6 separate regions of the Mus musculus genome follow, and all the other regions are linked to region 5. Evidence: chromatin contacts called from public ChIA-PET, HiChIP or PLAC-seq and promoter capture Hi-C data. All regions are on one chromosome and are shown on one strand. The core of a region is the stretch at or near the end of the contact, and the rest is flanking DNA. Distances in the headings are between cores, read along the strand shown. Region 1 holds the start of Pigm (phosphatidylinositol glycan anchor biosynthesis, class M). Region 2 holds the start of Pea15a (phosphoprotein enriched in astrocytes 15A). Region 3 holds the start of Cfap126 (cilia and flagella associated protein 126). Region 4 holds the start of Igsf8 (immunoglobulin superfamily, member 8). Region 5 holds the start of Cd48 (CD48 antigen). Region 6 holds the start of Dusp12 (dual specificity phosphatase 12).

Region 1 (4,872 bases), core at 751-3,250, 690 kb before region 5:
CTGAAAAACTCAATTACAAAACAAATACATGATCACAATTTAGATTCTTTGGATTAGTTCTCTTCTAAGCCCCCACACTTACTACAAAAATTTCAGACTTTCCCAACCGAGCATGGAACTGTTAATACTTAATACGTAAAAATGTTGTGCTTTAGGGATTTTGTCAACTTCCACCGCTGTCAGAACTGCAGGAAAAAAAAAAAAAGGCAGGGGCTGAAGGTACAACAGTAGCACCATGTGACAGGAACAAACGCTGCTAGAGACCTTATTCCTCTACTGTTCAAAAATATTTCAGCATCTTCTAGCTTCACCGGCTTCTCAACTGTGAAACAGGAATGGCTTTCTTCTCATCAAGCAAATGAGCCCTAAGACTTCTAAAGGATGGACCATGGACCTCAGTTCTTGGGCCCCCTTTATATATAAGGCCAACACTGGTTTTAATTTCTATTGGAACAAAGGAACTTTCACTAGAGTGCTTAGAATGTTCAGGGAGGAGAAAAATTCCAAAGCCTCCTAGTCCATACGGCAAAATCAGAATGTTGCAGAAGATCCAGAACACATTAGTCGTATTTGATTCTCTCCGTTAGGCGGTCCTCCTTGTAATGGGAAATAATCTGAATCAGTATGGAACAGTTGATCAGAAGGAAGAACAAACCGGCTAACCAAATAAACAGGAAGGTGTTCTTTCCTTGAAACTCTAGAACATATGCAGGAGCCAGCCATAAGGCCTGTCCTATGAACCAGAACAGTAAGAGGACTACGGCTCTTTTCCAAGGCATCCTCACCAGTGGCATCACCAGAGGCAGAAGGCAGAGATACCAAAGAAAGTACTGAGAGGTGCAGACTTTGTTAAAAGTCACAAAAATGGACGTATGAAGGAAACAGCAGAAGACAAGGTCTCTGTAGTAGGCGAAAGATGCGGCTGACAGCAAGATGAACTGTGGCAGGAACGCCGCAATCCCCAGAGTAAAACTCCACTTGCTCTCGGCAGTCAAATACAGCATATAGAAGTACGGAGAGAAATTATGGCGGATATCCCTCCTAGTTAGGTGATAAAAGTAGGTGTGCTCCAAAAACTCCCAACCGTACTTATAGTAAAAACCGAAGCTCAGGGCAACAAACGTGAGCCCTGCAACTGCTACGAAAAGCAGCACTGCCCAGCTACACAGCCTCCTCAGGAAGTCGTACAAACGAGCCTGGAAAGAGAACCGGGCTTGCCGGAGACGCTCGTCATCGTCGCGCTCGGGCCGCAGATGGAGCGCTATGGGGAGGATGTAGGTCACCGGGTACATCTTCATGTGCACCGCGAAGCCATAGAACACCGCGGCGCACGCGATGAGCCGTTTCTCTATGAAGTACAGGGTCGAGAGAACCAGGGAGGCGACGATGGAGTCCGCGTTGCCCCGGCTGGACACCGCCATGGGCAAAGGGTTGAGAAGCCAGAAGACGCAGTAGCCACAGGCTTGGCGGCGCCCCAGCCCCTTGAGCAGCAGCAGGCGGTACAGGAGGAAGGCGGTGAGGAGATCGCAGCTGATGAAGAGAAACTTGCCGAAGAGTTCGCTGAGGTAGACGTTGGGGGTGAGGAGCCAGCTCAGGAGCGGGGTGTAGCGGTAGGTCGCCCGCAGGTACGGGGAGCGCCCTTCCGTGACGAAGCGCGCGGCGTCCGTGAACACGTGGTAGTCTATGTCGGTGTACCTCACCAGCAGAGTCCGGTCCTGGAAGACACCGTAGAAAACCAGGGCGACCCGGGCCAGGAAGGCCACGCCGAACACCCCGGCGGGCGGCACCCGAAAGTTCAGGATCCATTCCCCCCAGTGCATGGGGTAGCTCATGGTCCGAGTGCGGGCCACCCGCCCGGCCCGGCCCGGCCCCGGGTCCACACTGCGCCCCTCTCGCTAACCGTCCTCGGGCTGACGCCTCTCAGCCGCCGGGAGCATCTCCTCTGCTACAGCACCGACAGGAAGAACCGAGGAATGATCACTTCCGGCACCCCAAGTCCCGCCCCCACGGTACTTCCGGCCTCCAGCCCCGCGCGGGCTCTCAGCTGTCTCCGCGGAACGATTGCCTTCCTCGGGATTGGCTGTCTAGCGTCCGCAGCTTCCTCCGGCGAAGGCGGGATTTCCGGTCCCTTATTGGCGACGCTTCCGCTGTCCGGAAATCCCGGAGTGGCTGAGATGTCGTGGACCTGGGACCTGGGTGAACTTTGTTTTTAGTAACCAGAGCTTCCGCGTTCCCAGCTCAGATCTACGGAGGAGGACGCTGAACACAGTGAGCTGCTACCTGCTGCTACTTACATCCCGCCCAACTGGCTTGGAGGACTGAGAGTGGGAAATACAGATGGAAAGAATAAGCCTAAAATAAAATAGTCTTTTTACCCTGATAAGAAGGTTCCTCCTACCGAAATACGTCTAGATTGTCTCCCCTGGAGTACTGTCAACTCCGTTCTTTTCAAGAACTCTTCAACTAGGTCAAAATCGGCCGTCAACCCACTCCGTTCACCCTACCACTATTAGTTTCTTGCCAAAGACTCCAACTCTTTCATTCTTTTCCTGATTTCTTACTGCACTTATAATTGACTTTTTAAAACTTCATACTCTTTTTTTTTTTTTTTTCTGGTTTTTCGAGACAGGATTTCTCTGTATAGTCCTGGCTGTCTTGGAACTCACTCTGTAGACCAGGCTGGCCTCGAACTCAGAAATTCGCCTGCCTCTGCCTCCCAAGTGGTGGGATTAAAGGCGTGCGCCACCACGCCGGGCCAAGAACTTCATACTTTATTTTACAATGTTTTCAGTTTCAAGTAAATTGTTCGTGAGAGTAGAAAGTATTTCTTTATTTCTTTGTACTTTCTTGTAATGTATTACAGTCTCAGACGCATGGTAACTGACGCAGACTGCCTTGATCTTACAAACTGAGCCTGCCCCTAGGGAATGTCTTCTAGATTACCATAGAAGTGGCTCCATTCGGCCTAGACATCTCTCATCCTACACTTCACATTTATCCTTTGAGTGAGCCGTATTAACCTCTAGTCATAGTCTGGTATGTCTGTGCTTTGATGTAATTACATGGTGTAGATTAATAACTACCTCTATTGGTTTTTTACTATGCATTGCCCATAATATACTGTGATAACACATTACCATTCAAATAACCTTATAACTAAATTGTAGGGTTCTTGAGAGTAGAAAGTATGTATTTCTTTGTACTTCCTTGCATTACAGTTGCAGGCACATGGTAACTGACACAGACTGTCTGGCTTGATCTTAGAAGTCGAGCCTGTCAAGAGTTATTTGAATGATACTGTGTTATCACAGTATACGTGGCCTAAATTATCATAATTGTTATTTGTTAAGGACTTATTCCCAGTTGTCAGACATACTAACTACTTTTTAATGTAAAGTAGATATCCCTATCTGTATCAATGAGCAAAATCAGGATTTATGGAGAATAAATAAAACATAGCCAACTAGTAGCAGAACTGGAATTGAAAGTAGGCCTGTCTAGCCCAGGATAACAATGATTGTGCGACAAACGTTCAAATAAAACGCTGATATGGAATTCTAATTTCCATTTCTTTTTCTCAATCTCTTCTTTAAGTCTTTCTGATATTCTCTCTCATTGTTATGCTTTATATCCCTGGTTTGATATTTCTCTTCCTTTGTGAGTTATAGGTAAGTGACGCTCAGTCTCCATAAAGAATATAAGAGAGATGTCTGAATATAAGTAAAGGGTTCTTCTTGGTAGGTGTTGTTGTTGTGATTGTTGTATTCTGGCAGAAAAGCCTCAGCTAGTTCTCCCTCTATGGCTGGCCTAATAAGTAGGAGAGACACCAATTCAGGAAGGAAAGGAAACTGCTAATCAAAAGAATCAGTCTCTCCCTGGAGTCGCATGAGCGAGCTGCAGAAAGTGGCAGAGCTTTTGAACAGATACTATTTCCTGCCGTGGGGTCGGAACCTGGGAAGTGTTCCCCACTGTACTGGCTGGCTGTGTGTGTCAACTTGACCCAGGCTGGAGTTATCACAGAGAAAGGAGCTTCAGTTGGGGAAGTGCCTCCATGAGATCCAGCTCTGGGGACATTTTCTCAATTAGTGATCAAGGGGAGCAGGCCCCTTGTGAGTGGCACTATCTCTGGGTTCTATAAGGAAGCAGGAGCTGATGCAGAGCTATGGAGGGATGTTCCTTACTGGCTCGCTTCCCCTGGCTTGCCTGAATTTGCAATGTATCTGTTAAGGGATCTTACCTTAACAAGGGAAGGAGCAAGAAAAGGACTGGGTGAAACCATTATTGAAATGTTCCAGTGTGAGGAAAAGTCAGCAGGAAGGGCTGGCCACTGGATGGGAAGTTCTTCCAACAGAGCCTAGTTGAACCCTCCTCTCCCCAAACTCAGCCTATGAGTTCAAACCTTGATAACAAGATAGGTTTCCCTTTCTAAAAGGAGACACAGTGAGAACAAGAGATGCATCCAGTTTATTTAGTAGTTTGTTCTGAACAGACAAAAATAAACCAAAAATGCCTCACACATCTTTTTTTTTCTAAATACATTTGACCTGGTTTAGTCTTTAATGCAGCGTGTAGAGAAATCATCCCTAGATTCTTCTGTTTCAGTAGCACTGGCCAATACTGGGCCTGCAAGCCCAGCTATGCACAGCATAGGTAATGTGTTATTTTGCAAAGAAACTAGGTTAGCTAGCATGGGTAAAGGTTTGTGGTAGCAAGCCTTGGAGAATGTGCAATGTCCCTGGCTAATAGCCACATTACGACTGCTTTTCTTTTTCTGCTGACCTCAGGGAAATCCCTGCATAGTGCTAGCTGGTGTGGGTTTCAGAGAGTGGGAGGAACAGTAGGGAGCAGCCAGAATGAAGTGAAGCCCAGGTT
Region 2 (4,941 bases), core at 628-3,127, 520 kb before region 5:
GTTGTCGTAATGAGAGGGCATTGCTATTGGAACCAAGAGTATCCCCTAGACTTAGATCTATTGGGCTTCTATAAAAAGGACTCGTGCGCACCCGTACTCCGCAGGACAGGCTCAGGTGGGAGTAAACATATACAAGATGGGAGCATGAAAGGACCAAACTCCCGAATAAGCTTCTAAATAAGGAAACATCCTTTGTTGTTGTTTATGGATAGGGTATCACTATGTAGCCGAAGATGGGAATAATCCTGCCTCAACATTCTAAGTCTTACGGTGGTATATCACCATATTATGCATGCTACTAGTTTTTGTTAAGGCAGAGCAAAGTTATTGGATGTCTAAGTATAGAAAAATGAGTCCTAAGATTAGAAAAGTTGTCACTCTCCACAGTCAAATCCAGGAAGTATTCTTAGGGAAAGCGACAGAAGTATATAAAGCAGAAACCAGATATCTAATCGACCTAATCACATGTAATGGATAACTAATAGGTAATTGGGTATTAGGTTACATCATAAAAATATTATGGGATTCACTTCATATAGATCAAAAGATACTAGACTACATGTCTTTGATTTTTTTTTTTTGCACCTATCTGGTACCAGTCCCTAAAAACTTTATTATTCCTGATTCTCAGAAGAACCCTATGAAGTGAGACTGGTATCCTCAACTTTATGGACTTAATTTGTCTATGGAAACAGAATAAGTATAAAGTCCACATTCTCTGTGTTTTGCTCTGCCTCATTTGTCTCATGTAAATGTGGTATGTCTATGCAAAAGTGTACAGTCACTCTGTGTCTCAAAGATGGGTCAACATGATAGATTCCGACCCTACAGCGACTCAGAAACAAAAGCAACTTCTGAGGGTATATTAGTTACCCTCAAAGGAGCAATGGGCAGCCATGTGGGGGGTGGGGGTGGGGCTGGGGGTAAGAGGAGCAAAGAGAAGAACTATATATGAAACCTAAGGCACAGGACCAGGACCTGCTCCTCCCAGAAGAAGGGGCTCATCTTAGGCTTCTGGAAGGGTCTCTGATCAGCTGGACCTGAAGGCAAAATGGGGTGTTCCTGGTGGTGTGCAAACATTGAAGCCGTTCTCAGGGTCAGGCACTTGCAGAGCTGAGCTGACGCCCCTCATGGAGGTAGGGTGAAAATCGGATGCTTCTCCAATTCTCCCTCCTCCCTCCTCCCTCTTTCAGCCCGGCTGAGTGAGCCTCTGGAGGAGGAAAGTCCCTGAGGTGTAGGGGAAGTGAGAATTATCACACTGGGCCTAGGCAGAAGGACAGAGCTAGGAGACAGCTAAGTGTGGCTTTGTTGTCTATATTTGCATGCTGAGCTCATGGCTTTTTTCCTCCAGAAAATAAAATTACATCATAGTGTGTGGGGGTGTGGGGGTGCGTGTGTGGGGGTATATTTGGGAAAGGCAGGAGGTGCTCAGGGGTCCAGCTGCTATTATACACAAGAGCTCATGGCCCCGGGCCAAGTAAAAGAGATTTCCCTGTTGCTGCCTGCCCCTGTCCCATTTTTATTCCTAGCGTGGATAAACTTGACCGTTTCCTACTGAGTCTCTGATCTATAAGGCTAGGAAATAGGATTTCTAAATACCAAAGCGAAGTAGCTAAGAGAACCCAGAGGCCATAGGTCTTCCAAATCCCCCAATCCAAATTGATCTGCCTTCCAGGGGTCCTGGCCATCGTGACCAACCAAAGGTCAGAGGGCAGGAAAGTGACCCATTAGGAAAAAAACGAGGATCTTCTCACAGTTTAAGGGGAAGAGTCCATATTCCATCCCAGTCCTGCCCCCATCCTAGGAGCCTTCCAGAACCCCAGTCCCCAGTCCCTGTCCCCTCCTGCTTCCCCTCCCCCTTTCCTCCCCGCTCCCCGCCCCCCGCCCCTCCCCGGCTCTGACATCACCGGCCAGTCGGGTGGGGTGAGGCGGTGCTGGGCTCAAGCTCTGCTCCACGGGCGGAAGAGGCGGCGGCGGCAGGATCGGCGGCAGCGGTGGCAGGAGCCAAGGAGCAGGCTCCAGACGCTGCTTAGGAACCGGGGACCCGGGAGTGCCCGCACCCTGAGCTCTCAGCTCCGGAGGCGGTGAGAGGGGCAGAGGGAAGATGTGTCGTGGGGAGGAGGTAGATTGGGGATCTGGGTTTGGAGGGTCACGATCCCGGACGCAGGGGACAAATAGGGGAGCTTGAGGATTCAGACAGGTCCACGGTGTCAGGCTCCATGGGGTCCTTCTCTGTCCATGCATCCAGAGACTGGAGAGTGTCACAGGCAGCGTGGCTTCATCCGCCCATTCCGTGCTGAACAGCAGTTTGGGAGTCCGACGGGGCCTGGGGATTAGGATGTAGCCTGCTTCCCGCCCAGCCGGCCGAGCCAGGCCAGCTCCCGCCCCTCCCTCCTCGCTTTAGCTTCGGACTCGCCTCTGCAGGCGTCCAGGCTCAGCTCAGCCCTGCTTCAGTTCCTCCGGCAGCAGGCAACTGGTCTGGGTACTCTCACACCCAGTTTACTGCATCTGAGGAGAGTGGGATTGGTGGAAGCTTGCCCAGAGGAAAGGGGCTGGGGATACATAGGAATGATGTAGCCAATATAAAGACACTAATTTTTAAAACAATCCTTGTCAAAACCGACAGGGACAGAAACACACCTTTAAGAAAAAAAAAAAGACAGCCAACCACACAGTGACACACACCCATGTGACTTACACACATCCTCTCATACAAACCAAATCACAACACCCCTGCACTAGGCATCCACCCACCCACCACAACCCGTTTGTTACCTCCCATGTGGAGTCTCCTTGACCAGCATCAGTCTTAACACGAATGTTCAGTAGTGGGTGGAAAGGACCACTGTCCACAAACACACCCAGATTTTACAGTTTTAGTGGGCAATACCTCAAGGACTGGTGAGCCTGTGCTCTTACCTGGGTGAGGGGCTTCTTGTGACCTTTGTTGCTGACTGCCAGTTTAGAGCATAGGGTACCTGGGAGTGGCTAGAGCCTGGACATCAATATGGCCAAAGGATGGAGGAAGGAGTAGAAGCCAGGGAGAGGGTGAAAAGAATGAGTCAGCCAAGGATGGAACCCAAGTCAGGGGGAGAGAGAATGAGAGGAATGTGTGAGAAGACAGGGAGAGCTGACCAGAGAGCCACAGAGAAAAGGAAAGAGGTGGCCAGAGGCACAGGAAGGGTGCTGGAGAGGACGAGAATCTCAAGTTAGGGAGCCTTGTTTCTCTAGGTTCCTGTGTTTGGCCCCCCAGGCTGTATATTGTTTCTCTAGGTTGTGCGTCTGGCCCCCCCAGGCTGTAGGAGCGATTAGCGTTAATTGCTCTTCCCTTTGCGGTTAAACACTCTCGTGGGGAGACCGCCAGCAAGCTCTAGGCTGCCAGCTTCCCTGGCCGCCTACTACTTGTGTGACACCTGTGCTCGGCAGGTGTACATACGCTGTCATACATAAGGGCACAGAGCCACACTGTAACACACCACACACACACACACACACACACACACACACACACACACACACACACACACACACACACACACACACACACACACCTTCATGTACACTGTCAAGATGGCCATCTCCGCCGGCTGGTCAGTAGCCACCCAGTATGCATCAGTCCCTCCCAAGCCGCTGCTCTCTCTTTCCATCCGGAAGGCTCATCCCTTCCTTATGGTAGCTCTGGGTACTTAGGTGGGAACACAGAGTCTTACCAAGTTCAAATGTATCCATGGCTACCGCCAAATGGAGTGAGCAGGAAGAGCTGGGAGGCCTCAGTGCCCAGTAAAAGAATAAAAGGGGGGTGGGAATTAGCTCAATGGTAGAGTGCTTGCCTGTCAAGCCCAAGGCCCTGGGTTTTGGTCCTCCCAGGTGGGAGAGGGGTGGGAGACAAAATTACAAAAAAGAAACCCCCCCAAAAAAAGAGTAACTGAAAGAGGCAGAAAAATAAACTAAAGATGACTAGGGAGAGAGAAACTAAACCAGGAAGGGGAAAGCTGGGAAAGCTAGCTAGTCACACAGGGCTCATCCCCGCTCATAACCAGCAAGCCCCGCTCTGCCCTGCCTAATCCCAGGCCAGTTAGCTCTGGCTGCCTCCATCTTGGGCATGGCCCTCCCCCTTCTCAGAGGCAACCTGTTTTTCCGTTTTTTTAGATGTACATTTTGGAGCCCTGCTCCTAGGCTGACCTTGGAAACCGTAAAACTTTCTTCATTGTTACAGGAAGAAAGGAGAGTGTCTGCTGAGCTACCCAAAGCTAGATTAAAAGGTTGGGGGAAGAAGTCGGTTAAGATACTGAAAGAAATACACTGCTGGGGCTTTGGATTTGAGGCCCTGATAGCACTGAAATTCCAATAGCTCCAGCCTGCTCCCGGCCTGCCCTTCCCACCTGTTTCCTTGATTACTTCCTCCAGTTCCCGACTTGAGACAAGGCTGACTGAAGTGAGTGCCTAGGAATTGGCCTCCTGCTCCTTAGAGGGACCCTCTAGTCTCTGCATCTGTAATAGGATCGCTCCTCCCCGCAGCCTTTGGCAGCTGTAGAAGATGTGGAGGAAGGGGTGACATCTAATCCTTGGGCTTCCCTTTTACATTTCCTATCTGGAACCAAGTGCTCTGGAAAAGGGGATAATCTACCAGAGTTTGACACTACCATTAGTGTCAAAATGCTCAGAAATTATTCTGCTGCTGCCGCCACCTCCACCACAGGTGGTTCTCTTTTGCTAGGCTGCTCTGAGCACACGCAGGGCTAGCTAGCATCTGCTTCCTGACCCTCACCTAAAGCATTCTCGGTGGTCAAGGCTATGCCTAGAGCCGGCTTAGGAGGGCAGGCAGGGAGGGAGGGAGGTGTGAGGAAGCAGTGAACACAACACAGAGTGAGATGGGAGGGAAGGGGACTAACTTCCTGGCAGCCTCAGCTCAGGCTCTCAGTTCCTGCCCTGATATCCTGT
Region 3 (4,913 bases), core at 1,508-4,007, 560 kb after region 5:
TAAGTGTGATAAAGGAGTCCTGGGCATAAATATTGTCATCTGAAAACATTGCTTACATATTTTCAGGACTTCCATGTGCTAAGCTCAGCTCCGTCCTGGCGGATAGAGGGAGGGGAGGGTGTCACAGACTGGACTTTAGTTTTCTGTGTGACTGGAGCTCTGCTTTTATGCATCAGTTCTTTTTGTTGGTTTTGAGACAACCTCTTTCTCTCTCTCTCTCTCTCTCTCTCTCTCTCTCTCTCTCTCTCTCTCTCTCTCTCTCTCTCTCTCTCTCCTTGGCTATCCTGAAATTCACTGTGTAGACCAGGCTGGCCTCAAACTCACAGATTCTCCTGCCTCTGCCTATTGAATATTAAATCCCCCCTGGGATTAAAGGTGTATGCCACCACAACTAGCTAGCTCCTCCCCACCCTCTCTTTTTTTCTGGTAGAAGGGAGGTGGGGAATCTCACCTTGGAACGGGGCACTGAAGGCAAGAGATGCCCTCGATCGTTGGCGATGATCTGAGTGTAACCTTCATGGGCAGCGATTTTCTGTATTTTGGGGTAGAAAGAGAAGTGCCTGAAGTGAAAGAGGGGCTTGGGGTAAAAGTATGGGAGAGAAACACATGGACTGTTCAAGGGCTAAGGGACTTAGGTCTTAGGGAGAACCAGTGGGGCCAGTCATCGGAAACTGGCCTTGGAGAGGGGCACTGAGCTCAGAATACCTCTTTCGTTGGCCTGGCAGGAGACCAGTTCTGCAGGTACGTGGGTAAGTAAGCTTTTTCATACTGTGGAGAGAAAGAGGAGAGTTCCTGTGAGGCTCCGAGGCTCCCCCGTGAGATGGTGACACTGTTCTCTACAGTTAGGTGAACTCGAACTCACTGTGGCAAGGGTATGTAGGGAGGAAGCTATCATAAGGGAGGTAGGTGCTAAGACAATGGGTTGCAGAGTATAAGGAGAGCTGACCTGGGCACTAAGTCTGGGAAGAAAAGCCTACCAGCTGGAGGGAAGGGTTGAGAACAGTATACTGACTCTTGTGTAGGAAGATGCCCTGACAAAACCCAACAGTTGGTATGCCAACCTACAAGCAACACGAAAAGAAGAGAGCTAAATACAAAGAGAGACGAGATTGTGTCTGGCTTTGCCACGCTGCATATTGAACCCAGGATCTTGTGCGTGCTAGGTAAGTATGAGATTATAATCTGTTTGCTCAAGATGTGTACCAGGGGTGTAGCTCTGAGTTACAGTGCTTATCTAGCATGTACAGAGCTATGGTCCTCAGCGCTAGTGGGGAAAAATGGATTTTAAGGAGCTGGTATAAAATAGGTGTGTGTGTGTGTGTGTGGTTAGACTTTTTAAAAATGCAATTAAATGTTAATGTTTGAGGTTTATTATATTCTACTGAGCATTACAAAATTTAATTTTTAATTTTCACATAGCTGCTAAAACCTTTTAAATTATGTTTGTGACACACTGCTGGAGACTGCTAGATTAGACCAAGGGATGGTAACCAAATCCACATTGCTACCTGCTTTTAGAAGGCCAAGGGGCAGAAAACGCCACTTTCTTTCTTTCTTTCTTTCTTTCTTTCCTCTCTCTCTCTCTCTCTCTCTCTCTCTCTCTCTCTCTCTCTCTCTCTCTCTCTCTCTCTCTCTCTCTCTCTTTTTCTTTCTTTCTTTGAGGCTGGGTTCCACCCTTCTGTCCCTGCCTCCCTGGCAAGAACGTTTTTTATTTGTAAAAATAGACCATTTGTAAAAATATTTGTAGACATAAAACAACCATTTGTGTTGCTTTGACAGAAGGTAGTTGGCCAAGGTGGCACACACCTGTAAGCCTCACGCTTAGCAGAGGAAGGTAGGAGGGTTGTGACTTTGTGGTCCAGTCTGGGATAGGTAGGTAGTAGCAAAACCTTACCTGTCTACCTACTCACACACATACACATAAACGAAGAAAAAGAACAACACTAAACTGGGAATACTAAAGAAGGAAAATATTTTCTCCAAAGGAACTCCAAAAATGTGTAGGCAATATTTTGTTTCTTTTCTTACTACAAGACTCTGGCTGGCCTGGAACTCTCTATGTAGACCAGGCTGGCCTCGAACCATCAGTGACTATTTTGTGTCCTTGTTTTCATTCTCTCTCTCTCTCTCTCTCTCTCTCTCTCTCTCTCTCTCTCTCTCTCTCTCTCTCTCTTTCTCTCTCTCTCTGTGTGTGTGTGGAGGGGGAGGGGTTCTCTTGAAGCTCAGGTTAGCCTTGGACTCAGTATGTAGCCCCAGAATGCCTTGAACACCCATCCTCCTGCCTCGGGGACCACTGGGGAGCATCTCTACCCCTATATTTTGAATTTTTCTGAAACAAATTAGTGCTAACTTTCATATAAATAGATATGACTTTGTCACTTGACTTACAAAGCCTAAACTGCTTACTCTGGCCTGTACAAATAAAATCACTGCTTCCTGGCTTACGGTCTACAGATTTAACCCAGATCCTCTTTGCTTGTTCCTGGGCCCTCCCACCCATGAGATGAAGCACCGCCTCAACCCAGTCAGAGTCTGATGGGAGCGGGCAGTCAAGGGCAGCATCTGGAACATAAACTCAAATGTAAAAGGGTGACGAGCAAGCGCTTACCTGGTTGGCACTGTAGTTAGTGGCCATGATCCAGTGCTGTTTACACTTGTTGCCTGGCAACTGCAGAAGGCCAGCCTTCTGGGAGTTACTCCCGGTCAGCAGGGGTTGGGCTACATTCTGTGGTTTACACTACCCTCTTCCTTTCTCTCTGAAACGTAGGTTCATTTTCATTTTAGAGTATAGAGGCCCAAACAAACATGAGAAAATGAACTGAGAAGTAGCCATGGATACCTTGAACACCCCGTCCTCCTGCCTCTGCTTCCAAAATCCCAGGACCACTGAGCAGGACCGCTGCATTTGCCTCAGTTACTATACTTTGCATGTGTCCAAAACAAATCAGGGATAACTGTCATGTAAATAGCTGTTTCCCCAACATAGTTAAGTCTGCTTCAGAATTTCCAGGTTGTCTTTGAATGACATCTTCAACTATTTAAACAAACTTTGAGACCCCCCAACCCCCGTGAGCTGAGTGTGTGAGACACTGTGGTATAATGAACTAAGCCTAACCCCTCATCCATCACACACTGTAGTGATGGCCTGCTTTGTACACTGAAGAATAAGGTGAATGAAATGTTCACAGTGGGAATTGGGCGCTGCCAAGATGCTGCTCACAGGATAACAAAGGCACACTGCTTAGGAAGCAACCAACTGGTTTGTTCCCAAAAGGAAATATATGTCTTATCCTTGGTCCTTAAGTGACTCCTGTCTCCTCCATCCCCCTACAGTCACAGGACCCAAGATATAGCTTCATAGTGTTGGTTAGGATATGGCAAATCAGAACGTAGGGTGGGAAACTGAGTAGGTACCAGGGCCTGAGCCTATTAGCTATAAAACCAAGGAACCCTGAGAGACTCATTGAAATTTCTGTTAAGTCCATCTACTCATCTATTGGGGTGTTAGAACTAAAGAGGGCTTGTCAGTTACAAAGTCTTAAGTTTTAAAAAAAGGAAAAAACCCAAGTTGTCCAAAGATACTTAAGAGCCAGATATGGCTGTGCACGCCTGTAATCCCAGTATCCAGGAAGTGGAGGCAGGAGGATCTCAAGTTCAAGACCAGCCTTGGCTATGTAGTAGGATCCTGTCTCCAAAAAACAGGGAAGGGACTCATGAGGCCCCCCCTCCTTCCTGGAGCTATGGAGGCGTTAACTGTTGCTGGGGGAGGGGCTCACAAGGCCCCGCCCTTTATGTTAATAGTTCTGGAGAGGGCAGGATCTTCTTTTCAGTGTTGTAACCAGCCACACTGGTAGGTGGTCCATGCTCCTGGGAATAACCTCCCACGTGTGCAAGCATCTCTGAGCTCAGACACACACACACACACACACACACACACACACACACACACTCAAACACGAAAGCATGGTGACGCCTCTAACCTCAGAACTTGGAGGAGTCAGACCTCTAAATGTGAGCCAACCAGGTTTACATAGTAAGTTCCAGGCCAGTCAGGGATGCATAGAAAGGCCTTATCTCAACAACCAAACAACAAGAACAAAAGTCCACGTGAAGTGAGAAGAGGGTATAGGGGGAAGCAGGTGGGGTCCACTGGGAGGGGGAGGGGCATAAGAGGGTGAACGCAATCAGAATCCTACATGAATGAAAATGTCACAATGAAACCCATTATTCTATAGATCATAGGTGCTGGTTTGAAGGAAGGACGTGGGGTGGGGAAGGGATCTGGGGAGATGGCTCAGTGACTGGGAGTGCTCTCTGCTCATCCAGTAGAGCCAAGCTGGCTTTCCCAGTGCCCATGGCTCTCAGCCTCTGTAACCACAGCTATGTGGAATCTGACGCCCTCTTCTGAAACAGCTACCTCAACTCACACATATGATTTAAAAACAAATTGTTTCTTTCAAGAAAGCAAGCTGCATGTGGTTGTTTATACCTGCAATCCAAGCCTTTGGGATGCTGAAGCAGGAGGATGGCTCCAAGTTTGGGTTACTTGAGGCTGCCTCCAAAATTCAGTGGGGAGATAATTGCTAGTTCTTTTTTCCCCTAAAATGTTTCTCCTATCCAACCCAGCATAATGATACTCCTGACCCTTCCAGATAATGGGTTAAGAACAGCTCTTATTACAGGCTCTGACAGTTCACAGCTGGGTAATGTGACATAGGCCAGCAGCCCCGTGTGCTCTGTCCCTGTGGTTCTCATTACTCTCTAGAGTGATGGAGGACACAGGAGTTATTTTAGGATCAAGGGCTGTCTCTGCTCTCGAACATCCATTTTGCCCACAAGAGGCAAAGTGACAGCTCTGTAGCCATGGCTTCTCTGGGAACTGCTGTCTTCGTTAACTATCAAGGCAGTTTTTC
Region 4 (5,004 bases), core at 745-3,244, 630 kb before region 5:
TTCCTTCTTCTGGCTACGTCACGCAGAGAACACATGACCACCGCCTGAAGCAGAGGCTAGAGTCAGAAAGCCAACATGGGACCAACCCTTTCCTCTCCTGGGTCTCAGTTTCTATCTCTCAGCACTAAGAGCTCCCAGTTCTGATGTTGAACCCGTGAGTATATGTGTGTGACTCAGGCACATATCGCTCCAGGCACATTTCATAATCAGGAGGATGGTTAAGGCAGCCAAGCTGACACCATCCTGGCTGCCCATGGGTAAACTCTGCTGAGAAGGTCCCCTCCCACCTTCCTGGCTCCACACAAGCTGATGCTTGGAGATCCCCATGGGAAAGTTGTCCCCACAGCCTCAGAACATAGGCTGCTACAAGGTTCTCAATGGCTGGGCTGCCTCCTTTCTAACAGCCAAAGGTCTGCTTTGGAGTCAGTTCTGAGTTCAAATCCACCCCCCACCCTCACTGGATACACAGTGGTATTTCACATCATCTGTGAAGTGAATGCCAGTGCTGGCTGCAGTGGGCTAAGATGACATTCAGCTCCTCTCCCGCCCCTGAATAACACTCACTCCTCCCAACCACCCCTGGGCTCATCCCTGCTCGGGTTAAGCCCAAAGGAAAAGAAGCAATCGCTAGGCAACCAAGCCCCACAGCTCCTTCAACTCCCTACATCACTCTGCCTCCCGCCTTGTTCCCAAAGGAGTTTTCATCCTGGCCCCAAGAAGCCCAAGGAACCATTCTGTACAACACTGCGCAGTTCTGGTATAAACCAGAGAAGGAGGTTGGGGTGCCCCACTATAGTATCTTCTCCATATGCATAACACACACACACACACACACACACACACACACACACACACACGTTCCTTTCAAGGGCTTCAGTCTCCTGGCAACTGCTCCATGCCATATCTTTCCCAGAACACCTCCTACAGGGAGCCCTCCAAGTCAGACCCCAAACATGGTAATGTTAGCAACCTCCACAGGCCTCAACACACACACACTCACACTCACACACACACACCAGACATGACGCAAGGTTGGCCCAGAAAACACACCATCATAAACACCCACCAGGACAGACACTGGGTGCTTAGAGATCCCAGGTTCAGTTTCCATGGAGCCTGGTTTCTCCTGAGGCAGGGATGTTGGGACCAACTGAGTCTGACAACCAGGCAAATATCTGGGAGCGTGGAAGAAGGGCAAAGAGGGAACTGGCCCAGGGTGGAGACACGTGAGGGAAGAAGCCTCAGATGGTGACATGTTATATTGGGAGGTGGGGGTGTTGGGGAGACTTTTTTCAGAGATCGTGGTCAGAATCAGCCCCTGGGCCTCCAGCCAACTCTAGGCAATTATGAAGACCGCCAGGCACTGCCCACGCAGAGCAAACACCCAAAACCAGGCCTTGAGCCGAGAGTGGGGCAGAAGGTTGTCACGGTATTTGGTAGCAACGACCCCAGACGCTGGGTGTAACCGATGAGAAGTGGTGCCTGCCTCCGGAGGCCCGATGGTGTCTCAGGGGATACCTCAGTAGGTCGCCCATATGCCCCAGCTAGGAACCTAGAGCGAGGACACCACCACCCTCCCCATAACTGATTGGGCAGACAGGCGCAAAAGGAAGCGAGACGCCGAGCCCAGAGACAGTGGAGGCACGTCTGTTGGAGAAGTAGGGATGCAACCAGCTCTGAAATGCTAGGAAGGTGGGCTGGTGGGCTGCACGGTGTTAGGCACCTACCCGGCCGGGACAGGGACGCGGCGACCACCACCTGGCTTACCAAGTATTAGCAGCAGCAGCAGGAGCGAACTCAGCGGCGTGGGGCTAGGGACGCCCATTCTGCGTAGGCGGCTCTGAGGAGACTCCTGGGGGCGGCGTGGGCTCTGGGGGGCCAGGGCCGCGGGGGGCGCATGCCCAGGTGGGGGGCAGAAAGCGGAGCAGTGAAGCGTGGGTGCGCAGAGCCCAGCCGAGCGGGAGCCGCCAACTCCCCGCCCTCCACCCTTCTTCCCCTCCTCCCGCCGCTCTTCCCGCCCTCCGCAGCTCGGGAGACCAGTCCCAGCCGCGCCCCGCTGCCCGGCCCCGCCCCCGCCTCGCCCCGCCCCAGGCCGTCGCCTGGGCCAGACTTCGACCCTGATGGTGGCTCCGCCTCTGGCCTCAGGCTGGGCGAACTGGCGGCACCTGGGCTCCTCTACCCCCATTTCCTCGCTCAGAGGGCACCCCGCCCTGCACCTGCCAGCCTTCCAGGGAGAATGGGGTGCTTGCAGGGCCTCTGGGGATGCATGATGGGGTGACTGTGGTTACGCACTCAGAATCCAATTGGGTGATGTGGGCCACTGAGTCTTGGCAGCAAACCCTGCTGATTTATGTAGGCATGGCCTGACCCACGGTTTCCTGGACGTGAAGCGGACCCAAAGGGGCTTCAGAGTCCTGGAAGATCGCTGGAAATCTGTTCTAATACCCGGTCAGAATGCAAAGCGAAAGGGAAGTGGGTTAGCGGTCCAGACTTCCTAGCTGGAAGATCCTTGTTCAGCTCAATGCTTTCAAGCTCACTTCCCCCCCCCCCCCCGCCACGTACGGAACAGAGATTGTAAACACTCGAGGAGTTACGGCGATTATTAGCTGAGATCATGCACATACGTTTCATGCACACGGTAACTATGGGGGTGTTTTGTTTTTGCGTTAAACTGCTTTCTACCAATTGGAGTCTCCAACGAGAGGACGTAACACACCTCTTTGCTGGGGAAGGTGGAGCTAGCCTGGAGGTAGGAAAAAGGAAGAGAAACCTCTTCCCAAAGCCATGTCTCCAACTGTGAAAAAGGCGGAGAGTAGGGTGGGGCCAGGATGGGAAGAAGGGGCGGCTCAGCCTGCAAAACCAGGGCGCGGAAGTGCCCATTAGGGGGAAGTGGCCTAGAACACGTCTAGATCTTCACCTCCATTCCCTACTTGTCCCCTTCACCCCTGCTCCCTCGCTTACTGCTTCCTATTGAGAAAACTGAGGCACAGACAGGAAAAGAGATCCGGGCCAGCGGTGACTTCCTCTTCTCAGAAGTCGTATTCGTGGGGCTGCCAGTGGAAGCCACATTCAGCAACCACAGAGAAACACTGATAGGGAATCTATAGGGAAGTCAGAACTCCAACCCTGGTCGCCCAAGACTGCCTAGCAAGAGGCTAAGGGACCTGCTCCTTGTCACCTGGATATATCCCAAGCCTGGTTTCTTCACACTGTTTCTCTAGAAGCCATGTTGAGCCATGTGAAAACTGCAAGCTACCGGGAGACTTTGGGAGAAAGCATTCTCCCTTTAGCTGGAGGTTGAGTGGATTGAATGACTTTCTGGTACCGGTTTGAAAGTCGGTCATCATCATCATCATCACCATCACCATCACAACATCATGATTATCATCATCATAGCCATTTATGGGATGGTTTCACAATAACACCGCCACCACCTGAAGATATCCTTTCTAAACTTTACAGGTTATTTTACAAGCAAAGTCATTTAACACAAGAGAGACCTGGCCTTTTAAAATAGTTATGTGTCTTGCCCAAGGCCACACAGATTTTAAGGTAACTAAAGTGTTACTTTAAAGCTCAGGTCTGGTGTGCACACCCTAGCACGCAGGAGGCAGAGGCAGATGGATCTCTGTGACTTCCAGGCCAGCCAAAACCACATATATCCTGTCTCAAAACAAACAAAAGAGCAAAACAAAACAAATCCACAAAACCTCAAGTCTGACGGTTCCCATCTTTTCTTGTACTCCACTGTTCACTCTGTTAAGGGCGAAAACTCATTCATGTTGCAGGGTACTGAGCGGGCCAGACCTTGTACTGGATTTTAGTAGTGCCCTAGTCAGCAAGGCTTTCAAGGTCCCCAACTCTCAGGGATATCCTGCGTGTTTTGAATAAACAAGTTAACAGTCAGCACTCGGTATAAGCATATGGGATGGAGTAGGAGGAGCTCTCTTCCAGGAGATTACCTTGTAGCTTGGGACAAAGGGACTCCCGTGCCAGTACACAGGGGTTAGGGGCTGGGCTAGGAGAACGTTTACACACCCCTCCCAAAACTGTGCAGTCCAGCAGTGGCCAGCAGAGGGAGCCCAAAGTCCAGGACTGTCTCACTCCTAAGATGCTTATGTAACTTGGAAAGTTGGGGGAGGGGAGTAAACGCCAGGCACGAGGCTCACCACATGCAGGCACATGGCTCCCCACTGAAACCAAGGGGCTTCACACAGAAAGGTGTTGCGCACACACCCAGCGGGGCAATGCTCAAACACACGCACATGCGGCAAAGGAGGGCCAGATCAACGTCAAAGACTGGAGGACACCCCACACTCACACAGACTTATGCAGTATGGAAACTGGCGTTCTGGGGTGGAGTGAGGCAAAAAGGAAGAGACCTTTCCAGGCAGACTTAAGATTAGACTAAAGCATGGATTGAGAGGAAGCCTGAGACTGTAGAGACGTGGACACTGTTGTGACCATCAAACCAGATCCCCACCCACAGTTCCACGTACTGCCACATGTGGGCAGACTTCAGTCACCAGTCTCGTTCCATGTGGTTATTTAACAACATTCAGCCTCCAGATGGCATGTGTATGAAGCATCTAGATGACAGTAAGGTGTCATGAGTATCGTTAGAGGTAATTAAGACCCAAGGCCTTCCCTGAAACAGTTATAATCTGGCTGAAATGTCATATGCTATAGTCACAGCAAGAGAACAATGCCCCTCAGAGAGAAGCATGTTCAAAGACAAGACTGTTGAGGTGACGTGTTCTGCCCTGTGCAGGCTCTGTAACGTGAACTGATTTCGTTTTCCCAGAACCTGTGAGGTTAGCACTTCTCATCTCTATAGAAACCGAGGCATGGAGGACCTAAGGCGTGTTAGACTCGCTGTCCAGTGTTGGATTTCTTGGAGTCCAAATTCAGATTTGAGCTAGGATCCTCTAGCCTGTTGCGTGGTGAAAGCAAATATCACAGAAAGAAAGAGAAAAGAAATATAAGCCCAGCACACACACACAC
Region 5 (4,545 bases), core at 1,042-3,541:
TTATTAAAAACCATTTATAGACCCTGAGATGAACCCACACACCTATGGTCACTTGATCTTTGACAAGGGAGCTAAAACCATGGAAAAAAGACAGCATTTTCAACAAATGGTGCTGGCACAACTGGCGGTTATCATGTAAAAGAATGTGAATTGATCCATTCCTATCTCCTTGTACTAAGGTCAAATCTAAGTGGATTAAGGAACTTCACATAAAACCAGAGACACTGAAACTTATAGAGGAGAAAGTAGGGAAAAGCCTCGAAGATATGGGTACAGGGGGAAAATTCCTGAATAGAACAGCAATGGCTTGTGCTATAAGATCAAGAATCGATAAGTGGGACCTCAGAAAGTTGCAAAGCTTCTGCAAGGCAAAAGACACCATCAATAAGACAAAAAGACCACCAACAGATTGGGAAAGGATCTTTACCTATCCTAAATCAGATAGGGGACTAATATCCAATATATATAAAGAACTCAAGAAAATGGACTCCAGAAAATCAAATAACCCCATTAAAAAAATGGGGCTCAGAGCCAAACAAAGAATTCTCACCTGAGGAATACCGAATGGCTGAGATGCACCTGAAAAAATGTTCAACATCCTTAATCATCAGGGAAATGCAAATCAAAACAACCCTGAAATTCCACCTCACACCAGTCAGAATGGCTAAGATCAAAAATTCAGGTGACTACAGATGCTGGCGAGGATGTGGAGAAAGAGGAACACTCCTCCATTGTTGGTGGGATTGCAAGCTTGTACAACCACTCTGGAAATCAGTCTGGTGATTCCTCAGAAAATTGGACATAGTACTACCAGAGAATCCAGCAATACCTCTCCTGGGCATATATCCAGAAGATGTTCCAACTGGTAAGAAGGGCATGTGTTCATAGAAGCCTTATTTATAATAGCCAGAAGCTAGAAAGAACCCAGATGTCCCTCAACAGAGGAATGGATACAGAAAATGTGGCACATTTACACAATGGAGTACTACTCAGCTATTAAAAAGAATGAATTTATGAAATTCCTAGCCAAATGGATGGACCTGGAGGGCATCATCCTGAGTGAGGTAACTCAATCACAAAGGAACTCACACAATATGTACTCACTGATAAGTGGATATTAGCCCAGAAACTTAGGATACCCAAGATATAAGATACAATTTGCTAAACACATGAAACTCAAGAAGAACGAAGAACAAAGTGTGGACACTTTGCCCCTTCTTAGAATTGGGAACAAAACACCCATGGAAGGAGTTACAGAGACAATGTTTGGAGCTGTGACGAAAGGATGGACCATCTAGAGACTGCCATATCCCGGGATCCATCCCATAATCAGCTTCCAAATGCTGACACCATTGCACACACTAGCAAGATTTTGCTGAAAGGACCCAGATAGAGCTGTCTCTTGTGAGTCTATGCCGGGGCCTAGCAAACACAGAAGTGGATACTCACAGTCAGCTATTGGATGGATCATAGGACCCCCAATGGAGGAGCTAGAGAAAGTACCCAAGGAGCTAAAGGCATCTGCAACCCTATAGGTGGAACAACATTATGAACTAACCAGTACCCCTGAGCTCTTGACTCTAGCTGCATATGTATCAAAAGATGGCCTAGTCGGCCATCACTGGAAAGAGAGGCCCATTGGACTTGCAAACTTTATATGCCCCAGTACAGGGGAACACCAGGGCCAAAAAAATGGGAATGGGTGGGTAGGGAAGTGGGGGGGAGGGTATGGGGGACTTTTGGGATAGCATTGGAAATGTATTTGAGGAAAATACGTAATAAAAAATATATTAAAAAAAAACGGAGCTCCTTTTAGCAGAGAGCTTCCTCTTACTAAAAATTCCTTCACAGAGCACCAGGCATGAGGTATATGTAGTACAAGGGTCCTACTTCCCCACCTCCCCAGGTCCCGTTTCTCTTGTCCTCCTGGGAAAAGAGATGGGGCCTCGTTTTCCAGAGCTGAGGAACACGTCCCAGCCTTCCCCCCAGTCCCGCTGCGAGCATGGTAGCACCCAGCCCAGGAGCATGCTCATTTCCAGGGTTGAGCTACATCCCACCTCCCCTTTCCCAGCTGGCCATGCCTTCAGTGCACAGCCGGACACTTGGAGGAAGCTACCTTGAAATCCAGTTCCCAAGGGCAGCAGTAGCAGTTCCAGGACCAGACACCATCCCTGTTTTATGAAGCACATAATACTTAGAGAAGCTTCCCCAGAACACTGGAGACAACTGTAAGAGAAGTCAGGGCGCCTGCCCTTCAATCAGGAAGCAAAACCCAAAACCGGAAGTCGTATGAGGTTTTTCTGTTTTTTCTCTATTTCACGAATTACCATACACAACAGGAAAGCAGACCACTACCATCACACCACATGGAATGAGATTTCAAATTCTCCTACCCACTAGAGATCAACAAGAAAAATAGCTTGGCTTAAAAGAATGGATTTTTCAGCAGTGCACTTTGAGCACTGAGGCCGAATCTGCTGTTGCCTGTGGGGAGTAAGGAGAGGCTGTGACTGGGCAGAGACCACCAGCGTCGCAGAGGGGAGTTGACTATCTCCAGCCACCTCCAGCAACGCCCATCTGTCCGTTCACATGGCCCTCTGCCCTGTTCCGCATGCAGCCTGCTTCTACAGGAGGAGACACCAAGTCAACTCACTACCTGACATTGGGAATCATGTCTTATGCTCCTGATCACACGAGAGGTCTATGAGATAGCTACAGCAGGTATCAATTCTTGTACCTTATTGAAACTCAGAGTCAGGTTTGCCTAAGTCATGTGTCAGTTATGGTGAACTTTCCCATTTATTCTCCACATGCAGAAAGATGTTAAGATTATGAGTCTCACCAGAATCTTCTAGAAATCAGGTCTGGCCAGCCTCCGGCCCTTTTCTTATGCCTTTCTGCACTGTGCCTGCTGTTTTCTCTGCCCAGCATGGCAGACAGCAAAGCTTTGAACTAGAAGAGAAGATACGGCAGGAGCAAATGAGCAAGGTTTTATGGTGGATTTAGGCAGAGACAGTTTTAGATTACACATTAAAAAGGAACTGAGAAGAGGAGGTAGGGCAAAATGAGAGGACCAGCAGGATGCGGAAATAGGCGTGGTCCAGCCCCATAGTATCTCAAAAACCAACTCCCCACCCATCTTAGCAGAGTCTTCCTAGAAGCAGGAGAAAGAGGACAGGGTTGCAAAAATACGCAAAGAGCAGGTGTGGAGAACCAGCTGCAGCACTTCCAAACATACAGCACGGTGCTCAGGCTGTAGACGTGTCTTGGTAGTTAACAACACTTGTTCTTGGAGGTCACCCAGGTTTGATTGATTCCCAGTATCTATATGGAGGCTCAGAACCATGTGTAACTGTAGTTCCAGGGGATCTGCCACCCTCTTCTTACCTCTTCTCACGGAGAGTAGGAATGCACATGACATACATATGTACATGCATACAAAACAGCCATACACATAAAAATAAATAAACCTAAAAAAAAAATACAGTTCTCAACATGGGCGTGGTGGTGGTGCACCCCTTTCATGCCAGCACTTGAGGCAGAGGCAGAAAGGCAAAGGCAGAGATGGTCTCTGATCCAATGTGTCTCACACCCTAGAGTTGATTCTCAAGTTCCCTGAGAAGATCTGTCGTTTTTTGGCTAGCCTAAGAATCTAAGGCAGAATGGAAGAGCATAGCTAATGAAGGTTTGAAATCGTCCCCTTTCTCCTATGTATGGTTTGCAAGAGATCCCAATGGAGGTAGACAATGAAGTAGGAGGCTAATGAACTAATAGGTTACTTGGCATTTGTTGTCATTTGGCCCACTCGTTCCATCAGCACATGCCAGGTCCATCATGTGTACATATTCTACCGTCCACGAGGAATCCAAGACTAGAAGTCTGGACAGAGTTCTAACTGAGTCCTGCCTGGGCTGCAATCATTTTTTTTCTCTCTTGCCTCCTTGCTTTGCTCTCTGCCTGGAGTGCCTTTGTCCTCTTCGCTACTCCTCAACTAGATACCCTCGCGGTTTGCCCCCTCTAGAGATTCAGAGTCACCTCCCCTGCATCTCTTTCTTCTGGCTTCCTTGAACTCTCGTTCACATCACTTCATAGAAAGCTCAGCTCTCAAGGAAGCAGTACAAGCTCCATCCTGGCATTGTGAAAAGATTTTTAATTAAAATGATTATGTGGCTGTGGTGGCTTGAATACAAATGACCCACACAGACTCGGGTGTGAGAATTTTTGGCCTATAAGGCTTGGCACTATTAGAAGGAGTGGCCTTGCTGGCTGCCTGGTGGGGAAAACGCTGCGCCAGCATAGAACCGGCGGAAGGGAGCAGAGCCAGTCAGCGGAACCCTCCTCACACGGCACGATGGGCTCGCTGAGCCCCCTCCATCCTCAGGGTGCGAAGCCCTGGCCTAGACCCCGCGGAGATGTCCAGTTGCGGCGCTTGTACCTGCAGCGCTGTGGCCGCCCGGCTTCTCACCACCTCGCTCACCTCCGCGCAGAGAGGTATTTCGTGTGGGCGCATTCATGTGCCAATGTTAGGAAGCCTGGGGACCTTGG
Region 6 (5,122 bases), core at 1,826-4,325, 800 kb after region 5:
GCCACACCTACTCCAACAAGGCCACACCTCCTAATAGTGCTACTTCCCATGGGCTAAGCATATTCAAACCACTACAGCTATCAAATCTCATGGTTCCTGGTCACCCAAGCAGAGTTCAGTATGGGTTCTATCTGGTGTAGTGGGCTTTAAGTCAAATCAGATATTGGTTGGTTAGTGCCACAAGCTTGTGCCACCATTGCACTAGGATATTCTGCAGTCAGGACACCATTGTAGATCAAAGGGGTTATGGCTGGGTTGGTGTTTACATTTCTCCTTTGGTAGCGTGTATAGTACCTTCCTGTACCAAAGACGCTAGTATATATGGGTGCAGGCTCTATGAAGGCGCCAGCTCGACTTCTCCATGTTCAGTGCGATATGTAGATGGTGTCTTCAGCAATGGAGCCCTGCCATCAGTTGGTGAGAGCAACCTATAGTCTTGGCAACAGCTTGAATTGTTTGGGGATTTCCATGAGACCCCATTGACTGACAACTCAATTAGATGTAACCCAGTCCTGGCACTAAAAGCTTCATTTGGTGACAAGAGATGTCCAGTTGGGAATCTGTGTCCCCCATTATTTGGACATTTCATTTAGATTGCTTTCATAGACATATACATTTTAGGAAGCTCTACTGCATTAGGTTTTCATGCCACCCCACTCATATAAAATTTACTTTTATATCTCTCCCTGCTTTTCTCTTCCCTTCCCCATTTGATCTTTCTGTTCTAGTCAACCCCCAACCCATCATAACTACTCTTCTATTTCCCTTTCCTAGGGAGAGCTGTCTTTCCTCTCTTGTCCCCTACTCTACACTAAAGCTCAGTTGATTCTGTGGATTGTAGCTTGGTTATTGTTGGCATCAGGACCTCCAAACCTATGACATCACATAGGTGACAGGGTGACCTGCAGACATGTTGCCAAGACAACAGGCACCATATTCCCAGAATCTACTTGGCTCATCTCCCACTTTTACCTGTGTTTCATCGTTTTCCATATAAATAAAGGGAACACCTCTCTCTCTCTCTCTCTCTCTCTCTCTCTCTCTCTCTCTCTCTCTCTCTCTCTCTCTCTCTCTCTCCCTCTCTCTCCCTCTCTCTCCCCCCCCCACTCTGTCAGGAGCCATAATAGGAAGCAGATGATCATCCTGAAGTGGCCTGCTTTGGATTATTATATAATCTGCAACAGGTGAGCCCTCATTAAGCAAGGCTGTGAGGGACTAATTTTAGGAAAGATTCCTGCTATTAATATGCTTTTCCTGTTAATATGCTTTTTCTGTTACTATTAAATATATATAACAATCACTAAGTAGTAGCACACCCTTTTGGAGCAGATCTCTGCAGATCCATGAAGATCTTGTCGTGTTGCTATATAGACAAATAGATAACTTAAGTCTTCATGATGATCCTATAGGAATTCCTAAAATTATATCTGATTATTAAGCTCTTTTATAACAGGACTGCTGTTAGGTCCTTTTCTGATAGTCAAAGCTGCAATGAGAAATCTGTCATTCTCCCAAGTATCACCAGTTAATTGCTCTTAGATGGTAACCAGACCTTCTCCTACTCAGAGCACATTCCAAGAGGTTGTAAAACAATTAACCAAAGGTCATTAAAAGGCAACTAACAATTTATTGTAGGTGCTAGGACAGAAGATAAAATACCAACTGGGCTTATCTATACAAACCTTCACTTTATAACTTATGGATTTAAACCTTCAGTGAACCTGTGGAGCTGAGACAGGTGATCGATGTTTAGCTAGATAATCACTCCTAATGGATATGCATGTAAACATTCTCTGCTGTAAACTTCTATTTCAATTTATGATTTGATTTTTTGTGTGAACTTGTGATGAACTTGTAACATGTGATCATGTATTCTGGAAGACGTATAAGTACCAAGGACAAAGAGACACGAAAGAATCATAGAGAACTAAGATCAATGGAGAGCTAAGATCAATAGAGGAGACTTTTTTGCCTTTCCCCACTTAGACTAGATTCTTTTCCCTTTCCCCACTTAGAGAATTTTTCCCTTTACCCACTCAGGATCTTTCTGCTTTTCCCCTTAGATAGCTTTCATAGGAAACTTTTTACAACTTGGTAATAAACTCTATAATTATTTATCTAAGTGTCTTCTCTTCCTGAGACCGGACTAGCAGGCTGAAAGTTAGAGCCCAGCAGTTCCTGCTGAGATAGACATATCTATCTATCTCTCTTGTGGCTTGAAGAAGAGGTGCTAGTTGCCAGAAACTGTAGTTTCTGGCCTCAGAGGATCACAGAAGGCAGATCAGCTACAACAGCACGGTAACTTAGGCTTAGATAAGTAAACGCTTTATTATACAGCATCCCTAAATATCTCAACAAAGTCCTACCCTCCGCCTAAGCTCTTCCCTCTCTACCCCAAAAGCCTCAAGAAGAACATCCCACTCCAGAGCTGCCCCCATCTCTCCCTCTCCCTCCCTCCCTCACTTCTCTTTCTGCCGCCACCTCCCTCCCATCCCCCAATAAAATTCTTACACGTGGAACTGTTTGGGCCCAGTGTACTGTGTTCAGACTCGAGCCTCTATTTTAACACATCAGTTATCACAGCTAATATCCACATATAAGCTTATACATACCAGATTTGTCTTTCAGGGTCTGGGTTACCTCACTCAGAATGATTTTTTTTTCCCGAGTTTCATCCATTTATCTGCAAATTTTATTTTTTTTTTTTAAAATGGCTGAGTAATACCTTATTGTGTGAATGTACCACATTTTCTTTATTCAGTCTTCTGTTGTACATCTAGGTTGTTTCCAATTTCTGGCTATTATGAGGCATCAATAGGCAACATGGTTGGGCAAATGTCTCAAATGGTAGGAAGAGTGGCTTTGCTGGATCTTGAGATAGATTCCCATTTTCCTGAGGAACCTCCAAGCTGATTTCCATAGTGACTGTACAAGTTTGTGGTCCTACCAGCAACGGATGAATGGAGACTTTATTTTTCTGCCTTGGACTTTAGAAGGTTGGGTGGAAAAGCTGCTCTAAATGGAGCTTATTTAAGCACACAGCCCGAGCACGGCTCACATCACCTTCCCCAGAAGCAGTCATTTTCCCTATTGCCATGGTCCTCCCACGGCGCTGCTGAGCGGCTGGAGCTATTCCGACACAGGAGTCAGTCACTCTAGCCGGTGACTTGGTGGCGGGCAGCGGCTGCCTGGCTTCCTGGCTCTGCCATGTTGGAAGCGCAGGGTTCTAACCATGGCTGCGAGCGCCAGGCTCCGACTGCCAGTCCCGCCAGCTCGGCAGGGCACGCCGTGGAAGTGCGGCCCGGGCTGTATCTGGGTGGGGCAGCGGCAGTGGCGGAACCGGGCCATCTGAGGGAGGCGGGCATCACCGCCGTGCTGACGGTGGACTCTGAACCGGCTTTCCCGGCTGGGGCTGGGTTCGAAGGTCTCCGGAGCCTCTTCGTGCCGGCGCTGGACAAACCCGAGACCGACCTGCTCAGCCACCTGGATCGCTGCGTGGCCTTCATCGGCCAGGCTCGCTCCGAAGGCCGCGCGGTGTTGGTGCACTGGTGAGTGCCACGTGCAGGGGGGCGGTGCCTTGCACCGGGTCTCGCCTCTCTGCAGAGGCGCCCAAAAGTGGAGGTTCCAGGCTGTCAGAGCCAAGACCCTCGTTCCTCATCTTCCCTTGGGGTGTGTGGTTCCAATGAGGGTTCCAAAACCCGCCCTTGGTTAGTGTTTTGTTTGATTTCATCTTGCAGCAACTGTCTGTCTGTCTGTGCATCCATCTATCCGTCCATTCGTCCATCGTTCTATCTGCTTGTCTATATTTTGGGGGTTAGGTTAAAGTTTATCAGATTTGTAAGAGAAGTCAGACACTCAAGCCGGCGAATGTAATACAGGTCAGATGTATTGGGGTGAAAATACGTGATACTTCCTCGCCCTAAAGGCCACTGTGATTAACAAGGGAAAAACATGTGACTTTTTGTTTTTTGAGACTGGGTCTTACTGTATAGATCTGGCAGGCCTGGAACTCGCTATGTAGAGCAGGCTGGCTTCAAAAAGCACAGATGTCCACCTGCTTCTGTCCAGAGGGCTGCACACCTTGAGTGTGAAACCATGCTGGAGGATTTTTAATCAAAGTTATACGTGACGGGCAAGTTTAGAGAAACATTCACGGACCAAAGGAAAACTGTACTGACTGGTTTTGTGAGTCAACTTGATACAGGCTGGAGTTATCACAGAGAAAGGAGCTTCAGTTGGGGAAGTGCCTCCATGAGATCCAGCTGTGGGGCATTTTCTCAATTAGTGATCAAGGTCCCACCCACCTGGGCTGGTAGTCTTGGGTTCTATAAGAAAGCAAGCCAGGGAAAGCAAGCCAGTAAGGAACATCCCTCCATGGCCTCTGCATCAGCTCCTGCTTCCTGACCTGCTTGGGTTCCAGTCCCGACTTCCTTGGTGATGAACAGCAGCATGGAAGTGTAAGCTGAATAAACCCTTTCCTCCCCAACTTGCTTCTTGGTCATGATGTTTGTGCAGGAATAGAAACCCTGACTAAGACAAAAACGGTTCACATTCTTGGAATAATTAAGACTGGACAGTTGTATAGAAAAGTGATTGAGGCTGGGCGGTGGTGGCGCACGCCTTTAATCCCAGCACTGGGGAGGCAGAGGCAGAGGCAGGCGGACTTCTGAGTTCGAGGCCAGCCTGGTCTACAAAGTGAGTTCCAGGACAGCCAGGGCTATACAGAGAAACCCTGCCTCGGAAACAAAAACAAACCAAAAAACCAAAAATGAAATAAAATAAAAAATAAAGAAAGAAAAAAAAAAGAGGTTGGACAAGAGGAGTGTGACATAATGCTTAGCGAATGAGCCAGGAAAGTCAGCCTGACCTGTATTGAGCTGTTTCTTCTGGTGTATAGGCAAAGCCCTTTCTGGAATTATTGTCTTAGGATATATCAGACTAAATAGATCCGAGAATTGATTTGTCTTGCTAGCATGTTAGGCAAACATTCTGTTACTGTGGCGGCATAGCCCTAATCTTAAGAGAATGCCTTTGTGGCGGGTTCTTAGTAAGGTGGAGGAAAGTTAGAGTGATATTTTTCTCTCCATATTTTTGTTGTTTTTGTTTTTGAGATGGAAGGTTT

Evidence for each region. Promoter capture Hi-C pulls out the DNA fragments that hold promoters and counts their contacts. HiChIP or PLAC-seq counts read pairs in DNA pulled down with a chosen protein or histone mark. ChIA-PET counts read pairs in DNA pulled down with a chosen protein or histone mark.
Region 1: a contact with region 5 is called in a promoter capture Hi-C map of the HPC-7 cell line, with 5 times the contacts expected there. The contact joins the promoter of Pigm here to the promoter of Cd48 in region 5. A contact is called at or near these places in 3 of 39 promoter capture datasets (the HPC-7 cell line, hippocampal neurons and pre-B cells).
Region 2: a contact with region 5 is called in an RNA polymerase II ChIA-PET map of effector CD8 T cells, with 6 read pairs. The contact joins the promoter of Pea15a here to the promoter of Cd48 in region 5. A contact is called at or near these places in 3 of 39 promoter capture datasets (the HPC-7 cell line, pre-B cells and stem cell-derived epiblast-like cells) and 2 of 115 datasets of contacts at active chromatin or transcription factors (effector CD8 T cells and memory CD8 T cells).
Region 3: a contact with region 5 is called in an H3K4me3 HiChIP or PLAC-seq map of bone marrow-derived macrophages, with 6 times the contacts expected there. The contact joins the promoter of Cfap126 here to the promoter of Cd48 in region 5. A contact is called at or near these places in 2 of 39 promoter capture datasets (hippocampal neurons and pre-B cells) and 2 of 115 datasets of contacts at active chromatin or transcription factors (bone marrow-derived macrophages and memory CD8 T cells).
Region 4: a RAD21 HiChIP or PLAC-seq map of pro-B cells shows a contact between it and region 5, with 4 times the contacts expected there. The contact joins the promoter of Igsf8 here to the promoter of Cd48 in region 5. A contact is called at or near these places in 2 of 39 promoter capture datasets (the HPC-7 cell line and pre-B cells), 1 of 15 datasets of contacts at CTCF or cohesin (pro-B cells) and 1 of 115 datasets of contacts at active chromatin or transcription factors (large pre-B cells).
Region 6: a promoter capture Hi-C map of pre-B cells shows a contact between it and region 5, with 2.9 times the contacts expected there. The contact joins the promoter of Dusp12 here to the promoter of Cd48 in region 5. A contact is called at or near these places in 1 of 39 promoter capture datasets (pre-B cells) and 1 of 115 datasets of contacts at active chromatin or transcription factors (bone marrow-derived macrophages).

Annotation. Positions count from the first base shown.
Region 1 is chr1:172,373,659-172,378,530 of GRCm38.p6, reverse strand. Pigm (phosphatidylinositol glycan anchor biosynthesis, class M) reads right to left here and starts at 2,000. Exons shown (of 1, transcript NM_026234.4): 1 at 1-2,000. The coding sequence starts at 1,832. The coding sequence ends at 561. Kcnj10 (potassium inwardly-rectifying channel, subfamily J, member 10) reads right to left here. Exons shown (of 2, transcript NM_001039484.1): 2 at 4,446-4,872.
Region 2 is chr1:172,203,740-172,208,680 of GRCm38.p6, reverse strand. Pea15a (phosphoprotein enriched in astrocytes 15A) reads left to right here and starts at 1,877. Exons shown (of 4, transcript NM_011063.3): 1 at 1,877-2,084. It overlaps Gm17224 (a long non-coding RNA gene), which reads right to left and starts at 1,698. Exons shown (of 5, transcript XR_865735.3): 1 at 1-1,698.
Region 3 is chr1:171,120,889-171,125,801 of GRCm38.p6, reverse strand. Cfap126 (cilia and flagella associated protein 126) reads right to left here and starts at 2,757. Exons shown (of 5, transcript NM_001379426.1): 1 at 2,609-2,757; 2 at 706-768; 3 at 452-532. The coding sequence starts at 2,635.
Region 4 is chr1:172,309,357-172,314,360 of GRCm38.p6, reverse strand. Igsf8 (immunoglobulin superfamily, member 8) reads right to left here and starts at 1,994. Exons shown (of 7, transcript NM_080419.2): 1 at 1,768-1,994. The coding sequence starts at 1,825.
Region 5 is chr1:171,679,738-171,684,282 of GRCm38.p6, reverse strand. It overlaps Cd48 (CD48 antigen), which reads right to left and starts at 2,291. Exons shown (of 4, transcript NM_007649.5): 1 at 2,117-2,291. The coding sequence starts at 2,189.
Region 6 is chr1:170,883,493-170,888,614 of GRCm38.p6, reverse strand. Dusp12 (dual specificity phosphatase 12) reads left to right here and starts at 3,075. Exons shown (of 6, transcript NM_023173.2): 1 at 3,075-3,548. The coding sequence starts at 3,208.